Regions from separate parts of the Mus musculus genome. Here region 2 is linked to region 1. The links are chromatin contacts, called in public HiChIP or PLAC-seq maps. All regions are on one chromosome and are shown on one strand. Each heading gives the region's core, a stretch centred on a gene start, on an enhancer-like site or on the middle of the called end of the contact. The rest is flanking DNA. Distances are from core to core; before and after follow the strand shown.

The links. HiChIP or PLAC-seq counts read pairs in DNA pulled down with a chosen protein or histone mark.
Region 2: an H3K4me3 HiChIP or PLAC-seq map of embryonic limb bud shows a contact between it and region 1, with 4 times the contacts expected there. The contact joins the enhancer-like site here to the promoter of Med30 in region 1. A contact is called at or near these places in 6 of 39 promoter capture datasets (the 3T3-L1 cell line, the C10 cell line, liver and 2 more) and 4 of 115 datasets of contacts at active chromatin or transcription factors (astrocytes, embryonic limb bud, forebrain and 1 more).

What each region holds. Positions count from the first base shown.
Region 1 is chr15:52,708,615-52,716,065 of GRCm38.p6, forward strand. It overlaps Med30 (mediator complex subunit 30), which reads left to right and starts at 3,831. Exons shown (of 4, transcript NM_027212.2): 1 at 3,831-4,072. The coding sequence starts at 3,896.
Region 2 is chr15:53,294,443-53,301,893 of GRCm38.p6, forward strand. All of the region lies in intron 1 of Ext1 (exostosin glycosyltransferase 1), which reads right to left. Among named protein-coding and RNA genes, the nearest start is that of Ext1, 48 kb to the right of the region's middle. Within about 2 kb of position 4,934, at least 43 of the 459 cell types and tissues checked have an H3K27ac peak or open chromatin away from gene starts, as enhancers often do. A contact at or near this core is called in embryonic limb bud, where this site is marked.

The DNA of each region.
Region 1 (7,451 bases), core at 2,581-5,080:
CCCATGCTGAGGCATCCCTTCTATATTATACCAGGCACAGGATGGTAGAGTATAAAATACAGCTTATTCAGGGCATGAAGAGGAGAGTTGGAGAGGAGAGAGAGAGAGAGAGAGAGAGAGAGAGAGAGAGAGAGAGAGAGAGAAAAGAGGCTGGCCATGAGCACGTGGAGAGAGATAAGAGGAGGGGGAAGGGAGAGAAGGCAGAGAGAGGGAAGAGGGTAAGAAGAACAAGAAAGAGAGGAGGGGACAAGAAGCCCATTTCACAATAAGTCAGGCACACCTGGCTATTGCCAGGTAACTCTGGGGCGGAGCCTAGACAAAATGCCAACTGTGGGGCTTTGGGGTCCTGGTTGAGGTTTAGTAATAATAAAGACACGGCGCCATCTATATAGTTTAGAGCTGTTAGCCTGATTGCTGGGGTAGTCTCTCAGCTAGCCCATCTAACTTAACCGGACTGCTCAGTCCTTTGAGCTCTCCACGTGACTTTCTCTGCCTACATCTCTGCTCTGTTCCGGGCTCCCTCTGTGTCTCTCTGCCAGGTCTTTCTACTCCAGCTCCGAGTGACCACCCAGCTCTTTACCATGCAAAACCACACTCTTTTATTTTTTTATTAGATATTTTCTTCATTTACATTTCAAATGCTATCCCCAAAGCCCCTTATACCCTCCCCCTGCCCTGCTCCCCAACCCACCCACTCCCACTTCCTGGCCCTGGCATTCTCTTGTACTGGGGCATATGATCTTCGCAAGACCAAGGGCTTCTCCTCCCAATGATGGCTGACTAGGCCATCCTCCTATAGAGTTGCAGACCTCTTTTAGCTCCTTGGTTACTTTCTCTAGCTCCTTCATTAGGGGCCCTGTGTTCTATCCAATAGATGACTGTGAGCATCCACTTCTGTATTTGCCAGGCACTGGCATAGCCTCTCAAGAGATAGCTATATCAGGGTCGTGTGAGCTAAATCTTGCTAGCATCTGCAATAGTGTCTGGGTTTGGTGGTTGTATATGGGATGGATCCCCGGGTGGGGCAGTCTCTGGGTGCAAAACCGCACTCTTGATTCACAGAGTTGTCTTTGGAGGCCACAGGACCTCCACTCTGGAAGGTTGCCCTTCTTTTGGAGGCAGGTGAGGAAGCAACATTTACATATTCTGTCAGCCTGTCTTATAACCAGTGAGAAAATGTGGATATTGGTCATCCTATTAACACAAGGCACTGGGTTTCTAGTGATGTGAACAGAAACATTCTCCAGGACTTAGGGGAAGCATGACATTGCATGCAGAGCATTATTGGGATGGCAGAACCTGTGTTGAGCTTTGAACTCACGGAAACATCTCTGCAGCTTGAAACCACTGAATGCTGATACATTGTTGGGTGCTTTGAATAAGAGGATCCCCATATTTTGGAATTTGGACAGTGGTGATACTTGTTTAGGGGACACTTAGGCAGTGAGGTCTTATTGTTGAAAGTGTCTCATTAAAGGTGGGCTTTGAGAATTTGACTCATGCCATTTCTAGTTGCTATTCTCTCTCTCTCTCTCTCTCTCTGTGTGTGTGTGTGTGTGTGTGTGTGTGTGTGTGTGTGCCTTGTTTGTGGTTTAAGATGGGAACTCTCAGCTTGGTGCTCCAGCCACCACCCCTATCTGCTTTTATCCCTCTGAAACCACTAGTTTGGAATGGCGGCAGGTAGTAACAATAGTAGGAAGCAAGGCAGCATATAGGCAGACATAGAGTTGGAGAAGGATCCAAAGACAAAGTTGATCCAAAGACAGCCAGAAGAAGACTGTCTTCTACAAGAAGCCAGGAGGAGGCTTTCTTCCATGAAAGATGGAGCTTGAGCATAGGACTTCAAAGCTCATAGTGCCTCATTTTCTCTAGCAAGGCCACGCCTACTCCAACAAAGCCACACCTAATAGTGCCTCTTCCTATGGGCCTAGCATATTCAAACCACCACAGCCACTTTCCCCAAAATTTTTACCTCCCAATCCTCTGAAGCTGTGAATATGTATTACATGACAAGGAGGCTGGAGATTAAAGTAGTAAATAGAACTGAAGTTGCAGGACATCTAACCTTAAAATCAGAAGGTAGCCTGAATTATTTGGGTCATTTTAACACAAACATAAGATCCTTGACTGGAGAAGGGAGAAGCAGAAAAAAAGCAGAGGTAGCACTCACTGTAAGAGAACCTTGAGGGGGAAATGGTTTTGATCTATTTTTTTCCATTCTCATAAATGTTGGTCAAAGACTAATTCCTCTTTTTGTAGCAATGTATGGTGACCTCAAATATGGTAGAAATCCATTTTGAGCTAATAAGGAACTGTAAGACCCAGAATGCATGTAGCCCTTAGAAACTGGAAAAGACAAGATATTGGAAAGTCCCTGGTAGTTTAGAAAAGAACACAGCCATGCCACCACCTTGAAGTTGGTTTGGGTGTCTGAGCTCTAAAAATGTTAGTTTGGGGTAATGCTTTATCAAGGCATTAGGAAAACAACAGAATGAACTGCTTCTTTGAAATTTGATTTTTCTTCCCTCTCTTTGGATATGGCAGAAGCTCCACCATTTATTCAGGTCACAAGTAGGTGCTCTCTTTATTCCTTCTTCTCCAGATGCACCCATCTATAACAACATCAGGTTCTGTAGATTTTCGCTAACAAGTCGCCCACTGAGTCCTTCACTAATTCAGATCATCTGCATCAATAACTTCAAGAGGAGGGAAGCAGCACTCACCATTCACCAGCCTCTCTCCACTGAACAGCCAGTTAAATCTGTCCTGAAGATTTCACGTTTAGATCTGTCTCCTTGAAACACTTCTATGATGTGCTTTGTCGCTCAGTCAGAGTGTCCTTACATGGTTTTAGATCCTCCATTGTTTACCTGTCTTCTATCATATTTCCCAATACTCACCATAATAAAAGCATTCCCTCAAGTGTTGGTGATGGCTTCTGGGTCTCCAAAGCTACAATTTGGGTGTAATTAGTGCTCCATTTTCATCTATTTTTAAGACCCAGATTTACTCCCTTCATCTTGTACAAGGTCCACTAAAGAGCACCCTGACGTCAGGACCTTGGGCTCTCATCCTAACACAGTCATCACAGTAATTAATGTTTATTCTCTATGAGGGCAGCTTCTACTGAACTTTTTACTATGCTATTTCTATCCTGGGCACAGCATAGTTAGGAATAGTTAGCACAGTCAAGTTAGGAGTAACTGTAATATATTGCTATATTTACATTACCATTAATGTCTTACTGTGTCTAATTTACATATTAATATTTTGTAGACATGTATGGGAAATGCAGAGAAGTATCTGGGGCTGCAATTTCAGATGTACATTGGGGAGGGATTATTACTGGAGTTTCACAATCAGAAAGTAGTGCATGTCTACAGGTGTATTACTTAGAGGAACTTGGAAAATACTCAAACAGGGAACAAAAGCAATCCTGGTGGTGGGTTTCTTGTTACCCAGAAGCGTACAAGAACAGAAATCATGTTTTCTGACTTTGAACAGAAGATTGCCAGTGCAACAACTAGTTCAAGCCCTCTGAACCTGCATCCTATCTGTAATTAGACATGTCTCATAGGTTTGTTATGAGAAAGAATGCTCTGCAAGAACCCAACAGAAGCAGAGAACCAGCCAGACACACAACTTAGGGCACAGACAGAACTCTGGGAAAGCCCACCCCATCTATCACTGGTACCGCCCCCTGGGCAGAACTCTACTTCTGATTGGGTAATTTCCTGTCTGTCTTACCGTTCCCAACTGCGGAGCCCAATCGCGTCAGGCTCCGCGAGGCGCCAGTCTTCCGGTACAGCGCTTGCATCGCGGCGGGCGGAAGTGGCGCCGCTTTTTTGAAATCGGCCGAGTGGGCTCGCGCCGGACCCGAGCCGCCGGGGGTGCCATGTCCACCCCTCCGCTGGCGCCCACGGGCATGGCGTCCGGGCCCTTCGGCGGCCCGCAGGCTCAGCAGGCCGCGCGCGAGGTCAACACGGCCACGCTGTGCCGCATCGGGCAGGAGACCGTGCAGGACATCGTGTACCGCACCATGGAGATCTTCCAGCTGCTCAGGAACATGCAGGTGGGCGCCTGGGGTGACAGAGCTGGTGAAAGCGGGCCTCCGCGGGCGACCTCAGGGTGGCCGGGTCGCCTCTACACCCCAGGTCCTCAGCGTGTATCCCCTTGCCCTGAGAGGCCGCAGGTGTGGAGGTCCCACCTCCTCCTTACCCCATACCTGGAAGACCTCAGGCTGGCCATCCTGCTTTACACCCTTGGTTCCCAGTATGTGTCTGTCTCACGCCCTGGAAAACCCTCAGGCATGGACACACCCCCTTATACCCAAAGTCCCCACCGTGCATCTATCTCTTGCTCAGGGTTACGACGGGTGGACACCCCGTTATGCCAATGTCCCCAGCATGAGTCTGCCATCTGACATGAGCGATTCCAGACATGGTCACCCCTATTTTCCCCAGAACTGTTACCCAGCATGCGTCTCTCCCCCACCCCAGGCGACTCCTATACTAGCTATGCTCATTACCGCTAGAAGTGTCACAAGCATATCTGTCCCCCAACCCCATCGTGCTTTTCAAAGTTCAAATGGATCACGCTGTACTTGCTTTTTAAAATTACTTTAAAAATTTTAGAGCAAAATTTCTCCTGAAGGAGATGCCCCGAAGCTGAAGAATTCAGACAATAGTGTAACCCCTTTCTAGACTTAACTAGACTACAGTAAGCTGTGCAAATGTAAAGTTATGGCATATGTTTAGGAATATACTTGTGACCTTATCATAGTTGCAAGAGTGAAAACAAGTGTTATCCAAGAAGTTTCCTTGCATCCCGTGGCATGTTTGCCTCCATCCCCAGGGAGCCAGTGTTAGTGTTTTTCCAGTTGTATGTGATAAGAATCACATAGCATGTGAGCTCTATTGGTCCAGGTTCTTTCAGCATATACTTATGTTATTTTTTTCTCTTGCTAATTTGTTGAGTGACTACGTGGCAGCCTTTGCATTCGTTCATCTGTATGAACGAATTTGTAAATAATGACAAAAATTTTTTAATGGATTTTTTTGTATGGGAATGTGTTTCAGTTGATTTCAGAGTGGAATAGCTGAATTATGTATGTATGTGTGTGTGTGTGTGTGTGTGTAATTTTTTTAATGTGTCTGATCTATTTGAATCTCCATCTCTGAGGGTCCTTGTTTACCTCTGCTTTATCGTCATTTGTTACTGTTGTCTCTCTTTACTTTCCCAGGTACTTAAGTCGGCCACTCATTTCTTTTCTTCTTGAGGAGCAGAGGGTTTATCATTTTGAGGGCATCCTACTTGTTGATTTGTTCATCCATAGTTCTTGCTTTTGGTATCAAACTTAAAATTTAAAAAGCAATGGATGTTTCCTGTGGAAGTTTTGCTCTTTGAATCTCTCCTTGTGTTTATCTCCTGGCTAGATTCTGAAGGGATGATATGGGCAATCCGTTTGGGTCTAAGTTCATCTTTTGGCTCCAGATTGTGACAGTACCATTTGTTAGTCGTTCTTAGAGCTTGCTTATCCTCACATTACAAGATGCAGAAAGCATCTTTGTTCTACTCCTGAGGAGCCTGTGGGTCAGCGAAGTAAACTGACTGCCCCAAAGCTACTCAGCATAGTATAATTGATGCCATATCTGGAGCCTGTTAACATCTTTTACTTCTATGGGTGCCTGTCTTAGTCAGGGTTTCTATTCCTGCACAAACATCATGACCAAGAAGCAAGTTGGGGAGGAAAGGGTTTATTCAGCTTACACTTCCATGCTGCTGTTCATCACCAAAGGAAGTCAGGACTGGAACTCAAGCAGGTCAGGAAGCAGGAGCTGATGTAGAGGCCACGGAGGGATGTTACTTACTGGCTTGCCTCACCTGGCTTGCTCAGCCTGCTCTCTTATAGAACCAAGACTACCAGCCCAGAGATGGTCCCACCCACAAGGGGCCTTTCCCCCTTGATCACTAATTGAGAAAATGCCTTACAGTTGGATCTCATGGAGGCATTTCCTCAACCGAAGATCCTTTCTCTGTGATAACTCCAGCTGTATCAAGTTGACACAAAACTAGCCAGTACAGTGCCCTAAAGAGTATTTTATGGCTTTTGTTTGCCTTAAGAAAAGATAATTGAGATTTTCTTCTTCGATTTTTATAAACGTGTTTCTGTTTTGTGGGACTCTCTTAGCACTCTATCAGTAACTCAGTGTGAAATGTTACACAAAGATAGTACCATGATAAGTGGACTCAAAAGAGAAGTTTGAAATTCTTTGGCAGTTTCAAGTGAATGGATTCATAACGAAATGTCTAGAGTGTGGATTGTATGATGTCTCCGAATTCAGCGGGCACTGTGTTTCTTATATTTAAGCCTGCCCTGTGCCAGCAGCTGGGTTAGAGTGTGTAGAAGCAGGTATGGTCACAGACACTAAACCCTCGCCAATTACTCTTCTTGGTCGGGTACATAATTGTAAGAACAATTTCAAGAGGTATTTTTTTTATTCCTATTTTACAGTTAAGGAAACTGAGGATCAAAGAGAGAATAAGTGGACCACCCACCGTCACAGATGACTATAATAACCTGTTGTTGCATCGTTAAGTTGTTGTTAAACCATCTCTTTTAGTAACAGATAGGATTCAAGTCCATCACCTGCAAGAAAGAGACTTTCTGAAAGTCCCGGCCCATAACCGAGCTCCAGGTAGATCTGTTTTTCTAACTGGTTTGTAAGGGCTGCAAGTTACCTGTCTGCCTTTCAGTTAGTGCCCAAACTCATCTCTGACTCCTTGGGGGATCTTACAATGGCTCTAAAAAGCCACAACAGCTTTCAAGTTCCAAAAAGTCAAAAGCGATGATACAAATAGACTTTCTTAACTGTGAACAACATGAGTGTTCAATTAACCATAGGCTGCTTATCCAATTTCTATTATTCATGGTTCATAGGGATATTTAAGTGGATATTTTCAGAAGAGGAATGCAGCTTGCACTTAGCTTTTGTTTGTACGGAGCTTTCATTACAGCGCACTGTTATCGTTGTTGCTTCATTTCTATTAATCTTGTACTCTGCCTGTATACCTAGGGGCAAACCCTACGAACAGGGACATCATACCACAGTTTCTGGCATCCTCTGGCCCAGTGAGGATCTAACCCAGCTCCCAGCAGGGGGGACGGGACTACCCATGCTGTTTAAAATACCCAGATTTCAAATCGTCTGCATTAGTCCGTGAAAATGCGTAATTACACACTGGTACAGTTACTTCTAAGCATTTCTTTGAGAAAAAAACATTCTTTGTGTATTAGCTCAAGAGTCGGAAAACTGTAGACTTTCCTTAGGAGAAAGAAATTAGCAAACATTTTGAAAGAAAAGTATTCAAGGTGTTAAGAAATATGTCCCCCAAATACCCCTGAGTACCAGATTAAGATTCCCTGTAGAAAATGGGATTGCTTTGACTCT
Region 2 (7,451 bases), core at 3,684-6,183, 590 kb after region 1:
CAAACTGCATCAGATGCAGCTTTCTCCTCTGGTAGCGTAGGGCACAGAGTAAGACTATGCTGCAGCCTTCTAACCGGAGCTGCCCATGACTCACTCACCTGACTAGTCATTCAGAGAGAAGGAAATGAATGGACTTGTGAAATCCAGTTTCCAGGAAGAGCAAATATTCCCTGCATACTTGGCCCTATCTCCCAAAACTATCAGTCCCCCTGAGCTTTGTCCCTTGGCCTTTCACATGGGTGGGCAAGTTTGAAACTGGAGCTTTCAGAGTAAAGTCATCACCCTGAATGAGGAAGAAACTGGCTCTGTCACTCGCCTCAGGTGGCTGTCTGTGAGGAAGTCAGGAAAAGTGCTGGGAGGGTGGCTCAGGCAGGCAGGAAGCTTTTCCTCTTCAGCAAGCACTCTAACTAGACGGGGATAGAATCAGGGCACCATTTGTCAAGGGTGCTCCTAAGGCACAGGAGCTTTCGGAGAACTTTGTGTGCTCCCAACCTTAGGCTGGGAATGCAGGGCCTGCTAGGTTTTGGCAGGCAAAGTTCAAGAACACGGGAAGACATCATGTTCCTCAGAAAGAAAGCCAACTAGGTCCTGTTAATAAATGGCCATGGTGATGTGACTTTGTTTCCCAAGATCAGAGTCAGGGCAGGGCCACCATCAGAGATGCTCTCCTTTCTGAAGACAGCATGCAGAATTCAGGGTATGGTATCAAAGACTTGAAGAGCAGGCAGAATGACCCTTCCCCAGAGTATCTCTCCCCTGAACACCTGCCATATCACGCACACTTTCTTATTCCAGTCTTCCCATGGTCCATCTCCCCTTCAAAGCATCTGCCATAGTTAATGTATATGTTTACTGAAATACTTGTTTGCTTATTGTCTCTTCCCCAGCTAGTCTATGATAAGCTCCAACAGGGCAGCTATTTACCTTACCACTGTATCCTCAGTGCCCAGCTTAATGCTCAGTGCCTAACAGGTTCTCCATAAGCATCCACTGAACTAAGAAATGAGATCTATGGATTCTTGAATGCTCAGTACCCATTCCTTATATAGATATACCTGGGTCATGACCAGTTTCCTGCAGTCCTTAAAAAGGTAATCTTCCAAGCCAGTAATGGTGCCTCTCTAAGGCAAGATCAGCACCTAAGAGGTTGAGGTAAGATGATCAGCAAGGTTCAGAGGCCAGAGTCGGTGTATCCATTGTAAGTTTAAGGCTAGTCAGAGCTACATAGCAATGATTCTGTCTCAACATAGTCTTCCCACGGGGGATGCTTGGCCTGGGGCAGCAAAGCATCAAGGATGTGAATAACTAGCATCTTAGGGGTCATTTTCATTGTTTGTCTTGTCGCTATGACAAAAGCAATGTAGGAGATAAAAGCTTTCTCCTGGCTCATGGTTTCAGAATAGACTCCATGCATCATGGTAATGAAAGTCTACTAGGGGCAGCCATGACCATTGTCGGGAGAGTGTGGTAGCAGTTTCTCCAGAATGGTTTGATAGGCCAGAGCACGAGTCTGAAAGAACATTCCAGAACCAGAAGCATGTACAACCTTCAAAGGCCTACTCCTAATGGCCTCCCGCCAGCCAGGTCCTTCCTTCTAAAGGCTCTACAGCCTCCAAATCCACTCCCCAAGCTAAGGACTCAGGCACAAGCCGAACCTATGGGGCCATTTCAGATTCACACCAAAACATTTTATCTGAGTGTACGCGTACTACAATTATCCAGTCTAGTTCATGCTACTCACACAGGCGCACACACATTCACACCAAAACACTTCACATCTCCTCTCTTAAAATCTTTAAATGATCTGCACCCACTCAAACGACTACCTCTGCCTGTCATTTAATAGCTTCAGAAGGATACACCCTCATAGGGATATAGCGATACCACACGACTCTCTGCTCTGTCCACATACAGATACAGACACAGACACAGACAACACACTGCATAAGGAGGAAAGCCGGTGGTCGTGTTTACGACAAGGAACACTTGCTTACTAACGAGGATCCACCAACTTGGGAGTCAGCGATAAACTGTTCAGTTTCAGCTGTAGGAAATGAGGAGGAAAAACCTGCCTCTCTGCGCTTGCTCTCGGGCTTCCAAATTAATGCCCTATGGTTTGAAAGCAATTTACCTTATCTTGTTCAGCAGCCACCGGAGCTACCAGTCAAGGAGGAGAAGTAGCCAATATTTCAATAAAAAGTTGAAGTATCACCGAAGAGCAGCTTCTGCTTTGGCAAACACTGCCAGCTCCAGCCACAGACTTACAAATATGCTTCCCTTTCCTGCAGAGATTGAACCTCTCTGGCAACACTGTGGTCAGGTAATGGGGTGGCAAATTAGGTACCGGGAGCTTACATTTATCCCAGCATCTCCTCAAACAGAGAAAAGCCAATTTTTACACCAACTGATGGGAAAGAGGCAAAGCCATGTTAAGGCTGCTTTTTGAGTTTCTTATGTGCTGGAAAGACAAAGACTGGCAATTTCGGCAACTAGACCATCTTTGGAAAGATTTCTCAACTATCTGATACAGAATATTTTTTAATTACTCGTAAGTTAAATACTCATAAAATTCCCATTGAAACAGATTGGATAATTGCAGTGAATATAAACTCAGATAAATGCATCACTAGATATAACCATAGATAAATGAATCCATATGATGGGGGTGCTGAGAGAAAGAGAGACTGTGTGTCTGTGTTTATCTGTGTATTTCCTTATTTTTAACTCAAGGCAAAGTTGAACTAAGCTCCTGTCAGTCCACACTCCAAAGTTTCTCTATCCAGTTTTGCTTCTTTATTTCTACAATCCTCCAGACCCAATTTTTCCAGGAAGAAAGTCAGATGAAAATCGTTAATCTCGATGTGCATATGATCAGCTGATAAGATGCTAGGAGGAACGCCTAGGTGGTTCCTAAACAGAAAAGTGCCTCCTGTGGCCTGTCCAGGGCAAATTCACAGAAAAATGCCTCCTGTGGCCTGTCCAGGGCAGAGTCACAGAAAAGAGCCTCCTGTGGCCTGTCCAGGGCAGAGTCACAGAAAAGAGCCTCCCGTGGCCTGTCCAGGGCAAATTCACAGAAAAGTGCCTAATGTGGCCTGTCCAGCAGTCAAAAAAATCTGTTATTTCACTCCTAAGTTTAAGAACAGTTAATTATTTTTAGTGAGGCCAGGAGACAGAGCCAACAGCTCTCAGGGGTAGTTTGAAGGGCATGGTTCTTCTAAGCCATAGGTTACGCGGTATTGAACTTTGCCCTCCTATGATTTGCAAAGGGAAAGTAAGGCTATGCCCGCCTCCCCACCTCCCCACAAGATGCAGGTGAGCCTGCGGAAGGCGACTGCAGCTGCCAGCCTGCTCTTCCTTTCTTCTGTTCTCACCTTCCAGTCTAAGGGCCCAGCTGATGGGCAGAGGCTCAGCCCATCAGCAACTGCCTGGCTTAGGCCACATGCTGAGAACTGCACAGAGGAGACACAACAGACTTCAGAGATTTTGTGTACCCATCCCCTGTGGTCCACTCAGCAGCCTCCACTTCTGACCTGCCCACCCCTACTCCAGGGCTTCACGTGAACTTTCCTTTAATCCTCTCACTCCCCCGCAGCACCTTCGCTTCCCCTAGCATCTCTCATATTTGAGGAAGGGCCAATTTCTATAATAAATCCTTTAATCCCATAATACTCGGCATGTTTCTGTTTCGTTGACTGGCACCTGGTTGAAAAGTATGATAAAACAGAGGGAAAACCTCAATGCATAGAGCCTGTGTAGCCTACTAACTGTTCCACGGATTTAAAAACTTGCACTCTAATCCAAAAGAATGCTGGGACTAAAATATGGTTCCATAAAGAACACAGCTCTACAGCCCTGCATTTATGACTCTAGCACATGCAGACCTGGGGAACCACTGCAGATACCCACAAGCATCAGAGTCACCAGGAGTGGCTACTCAACACACACACACATATACACACACGCACACACACACAAGATTACAAAGCTTCCAACACTTTGCAAGATGTACAAGTAATTCCTGAGTATTTATAAATAAATGGCTTTTTTCTCTTTTTTCTTATAGGTTATGTTCTTGTTGAAAAGATAACATAAATTTTCTTAGATTTTCTGTGGTAGGATACCACTCGTGGGTATCAAGAATGGAGCCTAGAAAAACCCTGCAGACTGAGTCTAGCCCAAGGTTGTTTTTAAAAGCACCAGTTGGCCCTAACTTAGAAGTTGGGGGGGCTGTCATTCAATTCCACACCACCAGCTTCTGACAACTCATTCTAGCCCCCTCCCTCCCCGCACCCCCCCCCTTTCCCTTACGGAGAACATCTCCTCTGCCACTCTGAGCTGGCAATACCTGCCCCTACCTTGAGAAGATTTAAGCTGCAGCTATGGGGGGCGGGGGCAGGGAAAATGTCTTAGCAATTAATTAGCATTCCCTGTTCTTCCAGAATACCTAGGTTAGATCACTGACACCCACACCATGGCTCACAACTACCAGGAGTTACCCTCTAGGCCCAGGGGATCCAACCCCCTCTTATGGCTCTCAGGGGCACTACAGGCCCATAACGCCCAGACATACTAGGAAGCAAAATATCCAAACCCACAAAATAATAAATTTAAAAAATAAAAATAAAAAACCCTGAAGCTACCCGCTTTCCCTCTTAGGACATTGATCCCCGTGGTTTTGGAAGACAGACATTCGCCTTCCTCGAGCATTTAAGTTTCCTCAGCTGGAGGAACCAATCTGAGTGGCCTCTGTTGGGGAAGGCCATTTACATTCCCTGTTGCTTTAAAAGCCTCCATTTTCCGGGTCATGCTGCAGCGCGGCCCTTCCCTTAAAGGAGATTCTGTTAAAAAGAGGTCTGTACTTTCAGCAATTAAGGGCTGCATCAACACGCCAAGGAACAAGCTGAAACACCACCTAGCCCAGCTGCTTCTGGTCAGAATCACGTGGCAGAGCCTCTGGCACACGTCTGCTACTCTTCACCAGGGACAGCAGTCTGAGGAAGAGAGCTCTGCTTTCTATTATTCCAAAGTTTCTGCCTAGTGTCATTTTGTTTCTTTACATCATGAGAAAGTAAAAGCAGAGACGGAAATGGCTGCTCAAACATCAATGTGATTTGCACAGGAGGTGCCTGAGTTTGAAACGAGAAAGCCCTGAACAGGCACTGAAGCACCACCAACTTGTGCCCTGTAGCTAAGTGGCTCGGAGAGTGAGTTACCTCCCTCAACCTTGCTCCGGGTCTCTGACCTGACAACACGCATTCTAAAACACACTGGATGTGTTTTGTTGGTAGGATTTAGTGAAGGGGCTCTAGCCAGTCTGAGCATGGCAAAGAAAACACATTCCGCCATGGTTTGAGGTATTATAATTGGCTCATTCTTAACAATTAAAAAAGCCCATTCCAAAATTAAAAGCATATTCAACCAAAAGAGGAAGGGAGATTCCTTTGATAGTGATTCCATCAAAGAAAGACCTGAAAATGAAGGATTTCCAACAGGGAGGTGACGGATATTTTTCTTGGGTTAAAGAAATACATCCCATAGAAAATGGGCTAATAAAATTGCCTATCAGTTATGAATCAGTGTCTCTCTATATACTCATAAAAACACTTTGTATCCTACAAAGTTCAACAACCCAAGCTATTTACCCAAATGCTCAAATTTTAAAAAGGTCAATGTCTAACGTACAATATATAAATACCCCATGGCTGCCTCAGGACACCCCTCTGTCAGGCTAAGAATGTCCTGGTCCTGGTACAATTTGAAAAGTACTTCAGTCACAACTTGAACCTCAAGATTAAGCTGCCTGCCAATCATTTATAATGAGGCTTGCTAAGCAGGACACTTTCATGTTAAGTTGGTCAGCCAAAACACATTTGATGATTTTAAATGCACAATAATTAGAGCTGTTTGTCTTTACAAAGGATTTATACATCATATAACACACCCATTCCATCCCCACATAAGATAAATTAATAGAAAGGATATCACTTTTACTTTGCACATTTAAAAACTGAGTAGGACGAATGAGAAAATATTTTGAATGGGATTTCTGAGATTCAAAACTCAGAAAGTATAGAGAAGAGAGATAGCTCTAAGAATACTTGGCGGTCTTGTAGAAGACCTGAGTTCAAGACCCAGCACGGACATGGTGGATTACAACTGTCTGTTACTCCAATTCCAGGATACTAGAAGCTCTCTACTGGCCTCAAAGGGCAGTGCACACAAGTGGTATGCTTGGTACATGAATGTACAGGCAAATTCATACATGTAAAATAAAAAGACATAACTTTAAAAGCAATTCAAAGTGTTATTCCTTAGATAGTAAAAAAAATTCCACTTAAAACTTCCAGAGGGAAAATGGTTTGTCATGTTAAAGCTTAAAAACACAAACACACGGGAGAGATGGCTCAGTAGGTAATTCCCAGCACACACCTGGTAGCTCACAAACATCTGTAAACTCCAGTTCCCGCTTCTGGCCTCCACAGACACCAGGAATGCAGCTGGTACACAGACATACATGCAGGTAAAACAGCCATACACATAAATCAAATTAAGTGTGCTAAGTTTAAAAAAAAAAAAAATCAGAGAGCAAAGGAAGGAAGGAAGGAAGGAAGGAAGGAAGGAAGGAAGGAAGGAAGAAAGGAACTGAGTCACCAGACACTAAGTAGTAGGTAGCATTTACTTGTTTCTAGAAACTGGAAATACACCTGTTGGGTGACTTTATCTCATTTCCTAGATAATAGTCTGTACTGCTCAACAATCTTTCCCAGGGGGACACAAATGTCGTGAGATGAAAAGGTTGTCTGTTACCTGCTCAACTGTGTGGACACTGGCTTGCTCAATAGATAATTAAACGGCACTATAGATAACACTCTGGTTTGCCTAGAAAGACATCCAAGGGAGAATACGCTGTCACCTACAGAGGGAGACAGGTAGACAACATGTACTTCCCAATGCTGGTGCTTGATGCTGAACAGAAAGACCATGAATGGGACCAGGAAGGTGGGGAGGAGCCAGCCTTACCCACCTTATTAGCCCAGGACTTTACAAGGTGGGAGTGTTTGATGTGAGTCTATGTAAATGAACACCAGGTCACCAGCTAGGGAAAAAGGGAAGGAGGTGTCATGGGATTCCAAGCAGAAGAAATAGCAGGTTAACATGCCCAGATATGAGACAGCGCTGCTGAGCAATGCTGGCAGTAGTAAAGGTGACCGGGAAGAATGATTAGGGTGGATTTCAAAAGAGCTGTGCCTCAAACACGAAAAGGGCAGGTAGGCACACCGAGCCTTAAACAGGAAACAGGCTTAATTGGATCCTTGAGTGAGGAAAAAAATAGTCCTTCATTTAGGCTGTAGGAAACACACTGGCCTGCTTGCCAAAAGAAGAACACACAATTGATTCTGCCTAATGTGCTCTGTAACTCACCCTGTCCTTCCTACCAAACATCGCCTAAC